Regions from separate parts of the Zea mays genome. Here regions 1 and 2 are each linked to region 3. A link is a contact called in public Hi-C data. All regions are on one chromosome and are shown on one strand. Each heading gives the region's core, a stretch centred on a gene start, on an enhancer-like site or on the middle of the called end of the contact. The rest is flanking DNA. Distances are from core to core; before and after follow the strand shown. Region 1 holds the start of LOC542225 (calcium dependent protein kinase13). Region 2 holds the start of LOC100279970. Region 3 holds the start of LOC100193631.

Region 1 (4,548 bases), core at 292-2,791, 440 kb after region 3:
ACGGACAAGAATTGGGTAATTCGCCAATAATTTCAATCACTGTACTATTCGGCATCCTAAAGTTCCTACAAGCATTCCTTTCTCAAAACATAAGATTAGCATGATTTCCAGCATCAGCTGAACCTGCTGAGAACTGTCAAACCCCCTACTCAGTGTCACAACCAAGAAACTAGGACAATTTACTCTCACCAGCCAAACTATCTAGCGGAGCAACTGGAGACATGTTATCGGGATTGAACAATGGAACAGTAAATATATTAAGCTTTCATGGCGCAACCCTACTGTTTGAAAAGTCAAAAAAATCCTAAAACCACACAAAAAAAGAGAAGATATTGCGCTAGACAACATATTGCTAAAATACAACTGGTCAAGTACCATGCAAGATCCTAGGATTTCCTATGTTACTTCCTACAAAAAGCCGCCAATGCCAAACAACTTAAGAGCAAAGTTCCAAAATTGAAATAGGAAGTCCCAAAAGTATCCTTCAGTAGGCAAAATCCGGACCATTTTTGTTTGGTTCCTGGGGACTAATTTTTAATCACTCCATTTTGTTCCATTTTAGTCACTAAATTAACAACTACGGAGTTTTAGTTTCCGTGTTTGTTAATTTAGAGACAAATGAAATAAAATGGAGTAAAAATTAGTAAACCAAAGCCCCTTAACCACCAAGGTTTCGGTTCGGCGCGAACACATGCCGGTTACCTCGACAGATAGAGGTACTATTTGAAATTTCAAAATATTCCAAAAAGGTGGAATTTGACATGAGGAGTGCACCCCCCCCCCCCCCCCCCCCCCCCAACGAGCAAAGCTTTGAGTACCTTAGCTTTGGAGATGATCTTGACGGCGACGGCATGGCCCTTGTACTCGCCCTTCTTGACCAGGGCGGAGCAGGTGTGGCCAAAGTGTCCCCTCCCGACCTCCTTCCCGAGGTCGTACTTGGCCCCGAAGTTGTTGGCGAAGCCGAACGTCTTGTCCAACGGGCGCTCGGCCTCGGCGGAGTCGGCGGCGACGCCGGCGCCGCCCTCCTCCGGTATGGTGCCCTCCTTGGGCTTGCCCCCGCCGAGGCGCTTGGCGAGAGTGGCCTTGATGTGCTTGGCGGGCGAGGGCGGCGGGAAGGGCCGCTTGAAGAACCTGCGGGGCGTGGACCTGGCAGGCGACGGCGACACGCCCGCGGGGAGCGGGCTGGCCCCGCCGGCGGGGTACGGGCTGGGCCAGGCGGTCGTCGCCGCCTGGTGGTGCACCGGCGTGGCCGATCCGGACTTGCGGCGCCCGGGCGTGGCGGGCTGCGGCGGCGGCGCGCCGTTGGCCGGCAGCGGGGACGGCGGCGCGACCGCGTGGGCGTGGTCGTCGTGGTCCGCCCGCCGCGACGACGCGCCGCCTGCCTTCCCGTAGCACTGCCCCATCGCGGGCGGGCCGCTAGGGTTAGGGTTTAGGTTCCGGCCCTCCGCGCCGCCGCGGGTGCGAGCGTGAGGCAGGGCAGGGCAGGCGGGTTGTTGCGTCGTCCGTCGGGAATGGAAGGGGAAGCAGGGGAGAAAGAGAAAGAGAGAGCAGGAAGCGGGCGAGAGAGGGGGAGGAGGTGGCGTCCGTTATTTCTCTCGCCTCGCCTCGGTTACAGTTACAGGCTACAGCGCGGCAGCTGAGAGGAGAGAGAGGGGCAGGGCGCCGGGCCGGGTCGGGTCCCAGGGAGGCGACCGTGAAATCACCAACTGCATTTCCAAATTTTTCTTTTTGCCCTTTTCCATTCTTTCACCCGAAAACGGCTTTCTGACCGGTGGTCCCCGGGCGGCGCAGGTCCACCTGCCATCCACTCACCCCCACCTGCCCGCGCCACCACGGCATGCGTGGGAAACCGGCGCGGGTGACGTCAGTCCGCTTGAAGAACACTAGTAGACTTTTCACGCGAGTCTGCAGAGCCCAGCTCCAGCACCGACGACGACGAAGAAGAAGAGGAGGAGCAAATCCAAGTTGTTCTTGACCGGCAGCACAAGCGCGCGCGGTTGCTCGTCTCTCGATCGACGCTGAATAGCTAGCTACACATGCGATGCAACCGTGTTGACGTTTTCCAGTCTGTCCGCCACACTGGTAGTACTGAATAGTAAAAGGAGAAGAAGGAAAGAAAGAAAGAAAAAGTCATCGCTTGACTCGGTCGATTCAGATGAGAGAGCTGCATGCACATGTGTAGCTAGCTGCCGTCTGAATCCTGAAAGATGGATTTCCCTTCTTGAATTCGGTAGCTTCGTATGATGTGGGCTGGAGTTGCATTGCACATGTGTAGCTTATTCAGATGTAAACGCCGCATTTTCAAGCTGGCTAGCCCCGCCGAGAGATCCGACATGCGTGCACGATTAAGCTTCGTCGTGACATTAATTAAGCTTTTAATCTAGGTTACAAACGTGTTGTTAGGTACAACTTGCAGGTGTCAGTTACCGTCGGCGGCTTTTATGTTCCATGGAGCAAACCCCAAGCGGTACATGCGTGCGTGCTTGCCCTAATTATCAGCGTTAGGTTAATCCCGGCTACTATTAAGTACTGAAATTGGGTACTTGGTGCTACCGCGATCATTTGAACACACGCCTCTACTCTATAAATTTGGGACTAACGACCAGACTACACATATCTTAGTGTTTAGAAATAAACAATAATTATATTTGAATGAATAGCTCAATACATATTTATATGATATATACAAATAGCAAAAGCACGGGCAACTTGCTAGTAATATATATAGGGTACAATGGACTTTATGGCGTTCTCATTTCACATATAGCCAACAATAACACTCTCATGGTACAAGTTATACATTTAACACTTAGTCCACCTCTTACTCTCACAAGTTGTTTTAGAGTCTATTAGTAGTCCGATTTTATCTCGCTACTAGTGAGCAGGCCGTAGCATCCCGACCCGCATAAAGTAAACTCATTATACTTGCTTTATCTCCGACAACTTAGGGGGTGTTTGAATGCACTAAAACTAATAGTTAGTTGACTAAAAATTATTAGTGGAATTAGCTAGCTAACAAATAACTACCTAACTATTAACTAATTTACTAAAAATAGCTAATAGCTGAACTATTAGCTAGGGTATTTGGATGTTTCAACTAATTTTAGTCACTAATTATTAGCTCTAATGCATTCAAACACCCCCTTAATCATCTCTCTATATCTATATTCAAACTCCACTCTGTGAATAGAGCAGTCTACAATACAGAACAGTGTATATGAGTAAACTTTGAGTAATCTGCTGGAATCGGTCTAACGAAGCACGGTTGTGCCATTCATCTAACAACCACAATTTTTCTCTTCTTCTTCATACCTCTTGAGTACCACTGTAGCAGCTGTGCACTTGTGTTGCCGGCACAGCAAGAAACTACTAGACTTCTTTTTTTTCAAAACCAGAAAAGACGTCGGGTTTCTCAATCAATGCCTGGTTAATTGGCTTCCCTGGCTTTATGGTTTCCTTTGTGTGTGTGTCAAGGCAGCTTTCTGATGGCCGTGCCATTGGCATCCGTAATTCTTTAACAGCCCCGTCTTGCGTCTTCACTAACTGTAAACGACGACGACGACGGCCATCATGGACAATTGAGACCATTCCCAAGCTGTATTATATATATATATATATATATATATATATATATATATATATATATATATATATATATATATATATATATAGCTAGGGCTCGGTGTTCCTTTCTTCCCCCTCCTAAAACCTCTGTTCGGAACAGGTCATGGAGGACGAATGGCCGAACCGCTTCAGATCTTCTGTTTATTACTCCAATCCGCTGGAGCTGCAGCTCGTGGAGCCCTCCTGCCTGCCTGCCTGCCTATCTATGGTGAGTTGGAGTACGGAGAAGAGAAGAATTTATCACGGGAGCAGAAGAGAGGTCGGGTCCGTGGGGGGTGGGGCAAGTACGCGCGCGTGTACAACTGTGCGGGCAAGATCCAGCAGGAAAATTTAATAAAAGGAAACCGTAGTGCAGCAGTTGCTGGCACCTCATCACGATCACGCACGAGGCACGATGTGTGCTGTAGAAACAGGACGCTGTTTGGATGCCGTAAAGTAATCGTACTAGTAGTTTATTACTCGTGGTTAGCGTCTGATTAGCGGCAGCATCTGGACTGACTGACTGACTGACTGACGCAGGAAGGTTCCATCCAATAAACAACAACGCTCCGGCCTGCGGGTGGCAAGTTTCAGAAGAGGCGCCTGTGTTCCTGCGTATTTTCTTTCTTCAGAGTTCACTGCCTAGTGCCCAGTACTGTACTCCAGTAACTCTCTCCAGGTAGGGATGAAAACGGACGAAAACGGACGGAAAACCCCCTCTCCCGTTTCCGTATCCGCGTTTTATCATCGGAAACGGGATCGGGTCCGGAATAGTCGGGAACGGAAACGGGAGCGGGATAAACGGAATTGCGAAAACAAATGGAAACGGAAATACTAACAGAAACTCATAATTTAATACAAATAGAAATGTTATTGATGTTTGACTAGTGATTAATTGGCAGAACAATAACATAAAACAAATAGATATATAGAGACAACATTCTA
Region 2 (4,666 bases), core at 751-3,250, 320 kb before region 3:
GTAAAAACCCGAGAGTGGCTAGTTCGAGTGGAGCTCGGCCTGGGGCACCAAACACTGTCCGGTGCACCATTGGCAGCACACTCTCAAGTTTTTGCTCCAAATTTAATTGAGTCCTCAACTTAATTTCTTTCTTGGTTTGTGTTGAACCTTATGCACCTGAGATAAAAAACATCTTGGCGAACTAATTAGTCCACATGGTTTGTGATGGACGTCAACCACCAAAATCGATTATAGGAAATGATTAAGTCATTTTCCTTTCACGAAGGGATGACGAATGATCCAAATAACATTGTTCATTGGATTTAAGTGAGTAGGAGGGGGGTTATCCAGCAATTAGATTCGTTGGTTTATGGAAGTGTGTTAAGTCTGAGTGCAATTTGTTTGGTGGATTTAGTGGAGATTATAGGCGTGGCGTGATTTGGTAAGCTGAGTTTTACAAAGTTTGAATTGGTGGATTATATAGTGATATAGATTCATTTTCTAATTAGAATTTATTAAGATCTCAAATGAATTGTGAAGAAATATTTGGATTATGATCCATTACCACCCGTAGGTATAACCATATAGCATAAAGTTACGCTTGGCTTGCATTATAGTTGGATTATAAGATGCTCAGTTTTAATTATAGCTAGAGTTAAACATAGTCAATCTAATTGTAAGGGCATGCACAATGGTGTTTAATGTAGATATTTTTGAGATGTCTAAAGAGACATTTGCAAAAAAAAAATCGTGGAGCCGTCTCTTCGTGAAAAGACGTCTCTGGTTCGTAAACCAAATAGCAACAGACGTCTCACTTCCCATTGTACGAATTCGTCGTCTGTTCTATCCATCCTATGTTGTACAAACACATTTACTTATGTATTTATTAATAGACTCCATTTATAGACACTTCATTGTATAATACAGTCTCTTAATTATCTCTTGTGTTTGGAGAAACGCTATACATACCCTAAAGTTTATTAGTAACCCGTGAGAGTTCACTCATATTCCAACAATAGAATCAATCATCCTATCTTAGCTCGGAAGTCTGGCTCAACCTCAGGCCTGTTTGAACGTGGGGATTTATATTTTCTTATTTATGGGATTTTCATGTAAAAATTTAAAATGATTTCTATAAAATTGTTACATAATTCCCGCGATGTTCCTGTGTTTGAAGCAGGCCCTCACCTTGGTTTTCAGAGCGGAATTCGCTCTATCACCAATCAATGAGACACATACAGTAGGTAGGCTATTATTGAACGTACTAACAGTCTAACACCCTCTCACTCTAATAAAACTGGTCAGCGCTGATCATCTATCTCTGCCTTGACAAGATCCAGTCGTGGTCAGTGTGGGCGCGCCCGAATGAAAGCCATGCAGTGAATGGAGGACTGGTGCACTGTGTCTACGCTACAGTGGGCACATGCGAAAGGTGCAGGCTCTTCAGCCAGCTCCAGCACATTTTCCATTCCATCATGTTGTTTTCTGATAGAATAGAAGCAGCGCAAAAAGATGGACGTTGTTGACAACTGGGCATGCTTTTGTTGTGTCTGGCATCTCATATCAGCCGCTGAATTTTCAGAGTTCAGAAGCAAAGATTCAGAGCTCTGTCCATGTCCAGTCTCAGATGTGGTTCAGAGAGTTTGTGGCCCGCTCGGTTGCAGCCAATAAATCTGGTCAAAACCGTGGCCGTGATCTTTTGCCAAGCTCGTGGCTTTTCGACGGAGCCGGCATCATCATCAGCCATCATCTTCCAAGTGCGACCAACTAACTGCATCCACATGTGAACACATTGACAGATCAGATAGATGATCGTTCATTTACACAACGATAACGATTTTTTTCCTCAGTCTGAACGGATGAACAGGCAGTGAATTGGGCCAGATATTTTTCAGCAGGGAGGTTTTGACAGGGGCAGATATGAAAGTAAGATTTTTCCTAGGGGCGCTGCTCTCAAATTCCTCTGTCTTTTTTTTTACTTGTCTACCCACACCACACGACATCCTCTAGCAGTCTAGCGTGTGCGTGTGTCTGTTGCCTCGGCCCACATCACGCCTTCGCTTCGCGCCACCGCCGTCCGCCAGTTCAGCTCACCCTCGCCGCCGGTAGTCCGCGACTCCACCCAAGTTTCCCCTCCTCCGCTGCCTGCTTCCAGCTTCTCCCCAACTTCATTTCAGCTCTTGTGGGTCGGTTCGGGTCGGGCCAGCCCGGGCCGGTAGTGAGCGCGCCACCCGACCCGTTTCGCGGTTGCTCCGGTCCCTTTTCCTCTCCTATTTTCTCTTCTCTCTCTCCCGTCGTCCAGAGACCCAGAAGGAGAGGGAGACAGAGCCACAGAGGCAGGGGAGAGGAGGAGCAGCGTGGCGACGCCCAAATCGAGCGACCTGATCGAGGCCCCTCGCCCCTACTCGCTGAATCCCAATCCGAGCCCGCCAATTGGGCGCCCCCCCCCGCCCACGCAAAGGTGCGATTTTCCCCCCATCCCTCCCGCTCCCCCTTCTTGGAGCCGCGTACCCCAGCCCCCAGGATTGGTGACAGGCACCCTCCCTCCTGATCTCAATCAGTTCTCGGCGCTTGAGTGCCGTGGTATCGTTCCAATTTTGTGTTTTTTTAGTTCGTGGGCTAAGAAATCGTGTCTTGTTTCTCCAATTGACGGGGGTGCCTACCACACGGCTCAGAAGAGGAGTATAGTGTTTTCGGCGAAATTAATGTGCCAATTGTGGTGTGCAATCGTCTCTTTAGTTTCCCTGTTTGACGATGCAGTTCATCCGCGTCGCGAAGGAAGGACCCAGGCAGAGCTTAACAATTTTTACCTGGCGAGGGGAGGAGACTTTGCGTAATTATAGTTCCTGGGGGGTTGGCTTTGATTGCCATTTACACGCCTCTACTAGATATATTTTCTTGTCCGCTGGAAGGAGTCGTACAAAATTCTGCATTTGTCATTCGAGTATCCTTATGTCCGGAGCTAGCTTTGAATAATTGTTGGAGTGGCATGTCATGTTTATTTCCATTTCTAGCCTAGTCCTTTAAAAAAGGAGATTCCTGGGATTCAAGGAGGTTTAGAGTGCAGCTATGCCAACATTGATATAATACCTGTAGTGCTATTTGTTAACTGATATGAAATAAAAAGAAATAATGTTATCCACTTATTATTGAATTTGTGCTTTCAGACCGAAAGACAATGGACTTCTCAGTTCTCACCGACGTTCATAAGCCATAGCTGTGTTTGGTTCATTTCTAGTTGTTTTTGTTACAGGACAGATAGAAGAAAATTATTGGCGCTCTGACAAATCCAACTGAGGTTTTCTTGGACTACAGATGAAGCGGGCTCGAAGGGCGTATGTGCAAGAGATGACTGATGAGGGATGCTAGTGAAATTGATGAACTTGTTACGGGCGTGCTGGCGACCGTCATCGAACCGGCATGCCCGAACAGGCTCAGATGTTACCGGTAGGCAGGATGGACTTCTATGGTACAAGGACGCCGGGCAACATGTCAATGGGGAGTTCTCCATGGCTGTTGTTCAGGCAAATAACTTACTTGAGGACCAGTGTCAGATCGAGTCGGGCCCACTGAGTTTTCTAGATTCTGGACCATATGGCACTTTCGTTGGTGTTTACGATGGGCATGGTGGTCCAGAGACGGCCTGCTATATCAATGATCATCTTTTCCAGAATCTGAAAAGTAACTTGCTAACCTTTAAATCTGTGCAGTAGCACTATTCCCGTTTCTTAGCACTATATCTGCATTTGGCTTTCAGTTTGCACATAAAGGAGATCATCCATTTTTTCATGGCTTGTATTTAGGATTTGCATCTGAGCAGAATGCAATGTCTGCTGATGTACTGAAGAAGGCATATGAAGCTACAGAAGATGGATTCTTCTCCATTGTTACCAAACAATGGCCTGTAAAGCCTCAGATAGCAGCTGTCGGCTCATGCTGCCTGGTCGGTGTAATTTGTGGTGGCATGCTTTATGTTGCCAATGTTGGGGATTCCCGTGTCGTTTTAGGAAAACATGTTAAGGCCACTGGAGAAGTTTTGGCTGTCCAACTGTCAGCAGAACATAATGTTAGTATTGCGTCCGTGAGAAAAGAACTGCAGTCAATGCACCCAGAAGATAGGCACATTGTTGTTCTCAAGCACAATGTTTGGCGTGTTAAAGGACTAATTCAGGTGTGTATTCTATATCTGAGAACCATTTACAGCTTTCAGATTTTGTTAGAATTGTCATCACATGGCCCTGCTCGGTACAACTCCCTCTCCAAGATTTTTTTTGGAACTGGTCGTTGCTAGCTCCAGAAATTCTTGGAATTGGAGCTGCAGGCATGTTGAGGGTATTTAGTTGAGCAGGTTTGTTACTTTTTTAGATTGAGCACATATGTTTAAGCTACATATTTTGTTCCAAATCCTGCATGAATCCCATGTCTGGAGCTGTGCCAAGCATGATGTTTGGTCGTCTTTAACTATCTGTTAGTGCTGTTACTAAATGACACCAGCCGGGTAGGCATTTGGATATAAAAGTGGTTTGTGGGTGCTATTTGTAGTACAATAGAATATTCTTACTGCTATTTGTAGTACAATAAAATATTCTTACTCACTTTGTGTTATGATTGATCATAGCGCCAGCCGCCATTCTTTTTTTTTGGAGCTTTAGAATTGGATGTGTGGGGGGGTTTACTTTTTCAGTAC
Region 3 (4,690 bases), core at 675-3,174:
GCAATAGTAGGAATCCGTCACTTTCTAGATCCTAAGCCCTATAGACACATTTATCTTCCTCCAAACTTAATCCTAATGATACTCAGATTCTCTACACAGCCAGATTATCCCCAACGCCAGATTCTCAGAAAAGCTGGTCAGAAAAAAGCTAAACCAAAGTGTGTAGAGTGGGTCTCTTCCCAAAGAGCTCGTCTCTTGTATTTTTTACATTTAACTCCCTAGCGACCCTTCAAGAGACGTAGTATTAAATGGGGTTGTACATGCCCTTAGAAATTAGAAATGTTTGAACTTCTATAACTAATTTTAGTACCTTACTATTAGCTATAGAGATTCCAAACAAGATCTTAGTTTAGGGGATGTTTAGTTTCTGACTAAAATTATGGAGTGTTTGGTTCTCCTGACTAAAGTTTACTATTAGCTTTAGAGGTTCCAAATAGGGTCTTAGTTTATGGGATGTTTGGTTTCTGACTAAGGGCATGTTTAGAACCCGTAGAGCAAATAGTCAGCCAACCAACAAATTATTAGCTGGGTTGAGCTAGCTAATGAACTAATTATTAGTTATGAGGTAGCTAACAATTAGTCGTGGTATTAGCTAGAGGTGTTTTGAACCTCTGTAGCTAATTTTAGCAGCTAACTATTAGCTTTAGGGTTCTAAATAGGGCCTAGTTTGAACTGGCTAATAAACTAATTGTTAGTTGTGAGATAGCTAACAATTAGTTAGAGACGTTTGTAACATCTACAACTAATTTTAGCAACTAACTATTAACTTTAGAGGTTCCCAACATAGCCTATTTTTCGGGGGTGTTTGGTTCCCTTAATAAAATTTACTATTAGCTTTAGATATTTCAAATAGAGTCTTAGTTTAGGAGATGTTTGGTTTCTGACTAAATTGAGTATGTCGGATGTTTACATGCCAGTTATAAGTATTAAATTAATACATAGTCTAATTACAAAACTAATTGTATAAATAAAGAATAATGACAAGAGAAACTTATTAAACATAATTAGTCCATGATTTGGTCATGTAACGATAAAGTAAATATTTGCAAATTATGGATTACTAGTTTAATTAATAGAGTAGGCTATTTGATTTTGAATTTGACATCCTATCATTATTTCACGAAGGTTAAATATAAATCTATCTCAAATGCATAAGGTAAGAGATATAAATTGATTTTATATACCATCAGACTGTATTTATACTGTATAATTTATAGCATGCTCTTTGACTCATTCTCTCATGATAGAAATGTACCATATACATATCTCTCACACATGGTCAATAATAATACATAAATATATTCCACATAAAATTATAAACTTAATTAATCTGTGTTTTAATTATAATTATAAGAATGGAATCCAATTTAAAGAATCTAAAAGGGGCCTAGATGATTCTGTTATAGCTTATAGAATATAAAATTTTATCTAAATGATTATGACTAGTTTGAAAATTAAAATCATCTTCATAATTAGAGAAGATTAAATGATAAGTTATTTTATTTTTATGAGGCGCTCTAATTTTAAAGAGGTTTTACGTTTCCAAACTAGTGTAAAAACTAGTGTAAAGAAGCATACATAGGATATTTGGTCCTATACCTAAGGTGCTATAAATTGCCACATAATTTTATACCACTTGTCTAAGGTGGTTTACACGCTTAAATTTTGTGATATAGTTTGCCACGTCTAAGAGAATTTTGTCACACTTTTACGAGTTATTGACGAGTGGAATGAAGGAATTTTTTTGCTATAACTGTACTTCAAATTAACATATACATAATTTAGTCAAACTTCTCTAATTTTAGACGTGATAAATTGTAGCATGTAAGACATCAAACCAAACAGCAAACAGCCGTGGAGACCACCGAGATGCTTCAAGCTTCAAGTATCACTCACTCACTCCTGCCGTCACCCCTAGCTGCATCGGATGGCGATCGTACGGACAGGATACCACGACGAACGGAACCTACGCCGGCTGCGAACGCGAATCTGAATACAACGAGGTAGATCCTCCTCCGTAAAGCGAAAGCAAAAACCAACCAAACAAGCTAGCTAGAGCTAGCCAAGCCGCGGCGTGCCTCCGCTCCGGCCGGCCCGCCCCTGTCAGAGCCCCCACCGCCGCTGCCACCTCCGCCAGCCGTCACCCCAGGCGTTGGATCGGGGCCCTCTCGATCCGCGCCCGGCGAATCCAGACGGACCCGCATTGGGGTTGGGGCCCCTTCGATCCGGCGCTTGGTGGGGGTTTGGCTGGGAGCTCCAGGCTGAGGGGACGGGGCGGGGGGACCTGATCCTTCATTCCGTTCGGATTTCGCTTTTCCCCCGTGGGGTCTCGACTGCCGGAGGGGGAGGAGGACATGGATTTGGCGTCGGTCAACGAGGAGCTGGCCGAGATCGACGGGCAGATCGGCGATATCCTCCGCGTATTGCAGTAAGCTCGCATCACATTCGGCTTGCTGCGACTTAGGTTGCTTGTAGCTTGCTTGCGTCGCCCACGCATGGTCGCCAGATATCTCAACTTTCTTGCTGCGGTTTTGCTAGCGGAGCGCTAGTTGGATTTGGACTTTGGAGACCAGACCAGATTGTTGACCTCTGGTAGCACATAGGATGCGATCGACTGACGCTTCCCGCTTGATTTGTCTGCAGAAATGGGTTCCAGAAGCTGGAGAAGATCAAGGATGCCAACCGCCGCAGCAGGCAGCTTGAAGAGCTTACTGATAAGATGCGAGACTGCAAGAGGTTGCTCAATGTCTTATTCTCTTCCATTCCCTCTCAGCACTACTATATATAGCTTTTAGCATCGCCCCCTTCATAAAACAGAGATGGCCGTAAGGCTAAACGCAGGTAATGCTGATGGAATGAGTATATAAGTTGCATTGTGGTGCTGGTGTGCTTACCTCACACTAAGTGCCTGTTTGGGAGGGCTCCCAAACTTGCTCCGGCTCCGGCTCTTGGAGGAGCCCTCCCAAACGGTTTCAAAAAAATAGCTCCCAACAAAGAGCACCGTGGAGCTGGAGACATTTTTATAAAAAGGAGCCGGAGCAAAAAAAAATGGCTCCTAGCGGCTCCTCCTCTCACTCCCCTCCTCTCGCGTCAAGAGGAGCCGTTTTGCCAAACGATTTGTTAAAAAAACACTGGCTCCTATAGAGATGTTGTTCTTGAAGAGAAGCCAGAGCCGAAGTCATTTTTAGAGGAGCCGGAGCCATGCCAAAAGGGGCCTAAAACCGCTATAAGTTTGCTCCAAACAAGCTGTTTCTGTATCTCTTGACAAATATACTGCACTAGGTAGGGGTGGAGGACTTGGGTGGTCAGCTGCACAAGCCTTTAACTAGGCAATCTGACTTCAAATCCCCATGATGCCACTCCCGCTAGGATTTTTTTTGGTGGTAGGCATCGGTCAGGCATATCAAAGTGAGAACCTGGTCCCCAAGCATTCTCATTATGTGGGGGGCTAACCTAACCTCTGTCCGGCTGTGTATACCTTGTTCCACTATTTCTGCTGTTCATGACTATTGCAATCTCCGTACTTAGAATCACACTAATGGGGCCAAACTTTTTAAGAAAAATGGTGAGTTATATGAGTAATTTTGTCAAAGCTGATTCTTTTTATGTGATTATTATCCAGACTCATCAAAGACTTCGAGCGAGTTAGCAAAGCTGAGGCTGAGCATACTGATCCAGCAACAGCAAAAATGTTGCATGACAGAAAGCAGTCGATGGTACTATTGCCAAAACTGATTGCATGATAGATGTCATATGCGTGAATGGTTGCACTTACCTTTTCTGGTTCAACAGGTTTCGCTAAACTAGAGTTTCTTGTTTGCAGATCAAAGAATTAAACTCCTACGTTGCTCTAAAGAAACAGTGAGTTTTGACCTGTCTCAGTACAGTACATTCTCACAAGTCACAATATATCCAACTTCAGTTTATGCATTGCATGATTGCATCCATAACAAATTAAGCGTGTGCTACTAATTTCTGCATCAGAATTACTTTTCTCATAAACTGCGATGAATCCATCGTTAGTTTTTTTGTAACATATCATGTTACTTACTGCAAATATCACTTGGCCTGCAGGCAGGCAAGTGAAAACAAGAGAATCGATCTTTTTGATGGGCCAAGTGCTGAAGATGGCTTTGGTGAAGAAAATGTCCTGTTAGCATCAAGTAAGTGGCGACATCACATCCCCTACAAGTTTGCTAATGTGAATATGTGATAGCTCTTTCAGGTTTGAAAGCTAGGAATATGTTAGGCAAACTTATTTTCTTTTAATTGTTATGTTTATCTATTGAAACCTTTGCAAGAAACAAGCCTCTTATACAGCTCTTCAGATAACTGAGCAGTTCCTTTTTCTTAGATATGACAAACCAGCAGTTAATGGATCAAGGCAATCAACTAATGGATGAAACTGATCAAGCTATTGCACGATCTAAGCAGGTTAATACTTATTTATGACCTGCATGTGAGCTTATAGCATCATTTTCCTAGGAACAGCTGTTGATCTTGTTTAACAAGTTGAAAATCTGTGCTCACAAAGAGATTTTTTGCATCACACATTCAGGATCTTTGTTTATTTATCATTATGCTTCTAAGATGCTGACATTGCCGTGTCCCTCTTCATCTTCATCTTCTCTTTTCCCTTTTTCCCTTTTTTTCGGTTGAAGATGAGGAATATTTTTTGGCCACAGCTGTT

Evidence for each region. Hi-C and Micro-C count contacts between places; a contact is called where the count stands out from the background.
Region 1: a Hi-C map of bundle sheath shows a contact between it and region 3, with 2.8 times the contacts expected there. The contact joins the promoter of LOC542225 here to the promoter of LOC100193631 in region 3. A contact is called at or near these places in 4 of 25 Hi-C or Micro-C datasets (bundle sheath, ear, leaf and 1 more).
Region 2: a Hi-C map of ear shows a contact between it and region 3, with 2.1 times the contacts expected there. The contact joins the promoter of LOC100279970 here to the promoter of LOC100193631 in region 3. A contact is called at or near these places in 2 of 25 Hi-C or Micro-C datasets (bundle sheath and ear).

Annotation. Positions count from the first base shown.
Region 1 is chr6:94,059,988-94,064,535 of Zm-B73-REFERENCE-NAM-5.0, forward strand. LOC542225 (calcium dependent protein kinase13) reads right to left here and starts at 1,542. Exons shown (of 11, transcript NM_001111835.2): 1 at 819-1,542. The coding sequence starts at 1,403.
Region 2 is chr6:93,298,387-93,303,052 of Zm-B73-REFERENCE-NAM-5.0, forward strand. It overlaps LOC100279970, which reads left to right and starts at 2,001. Exons shown (of 5, transcript NM_001152918.1): 1 at 2,001-2,440; 2 at 3,233-3,660; 3 at 3,783-4,150. The coding sequence starts at 3,342.
Region 3 is chr6:93,623,111-93,627,800 of Zm-B73-REFERENCE-NAM-5.0, forward strand. It overlaps LOC100193631, which reads left to right and starts at 1,925. Exons shown (of 10, transcript NM_001138730.1): 1 at 1,925-2,428; 2 at 2,644-2,736; 3 at 3,623-3,716; 4 at 3,824-3,861; 5 at 4,075-4,163; 6 at 4,355-4,434. The coding sequence starts at 2,355.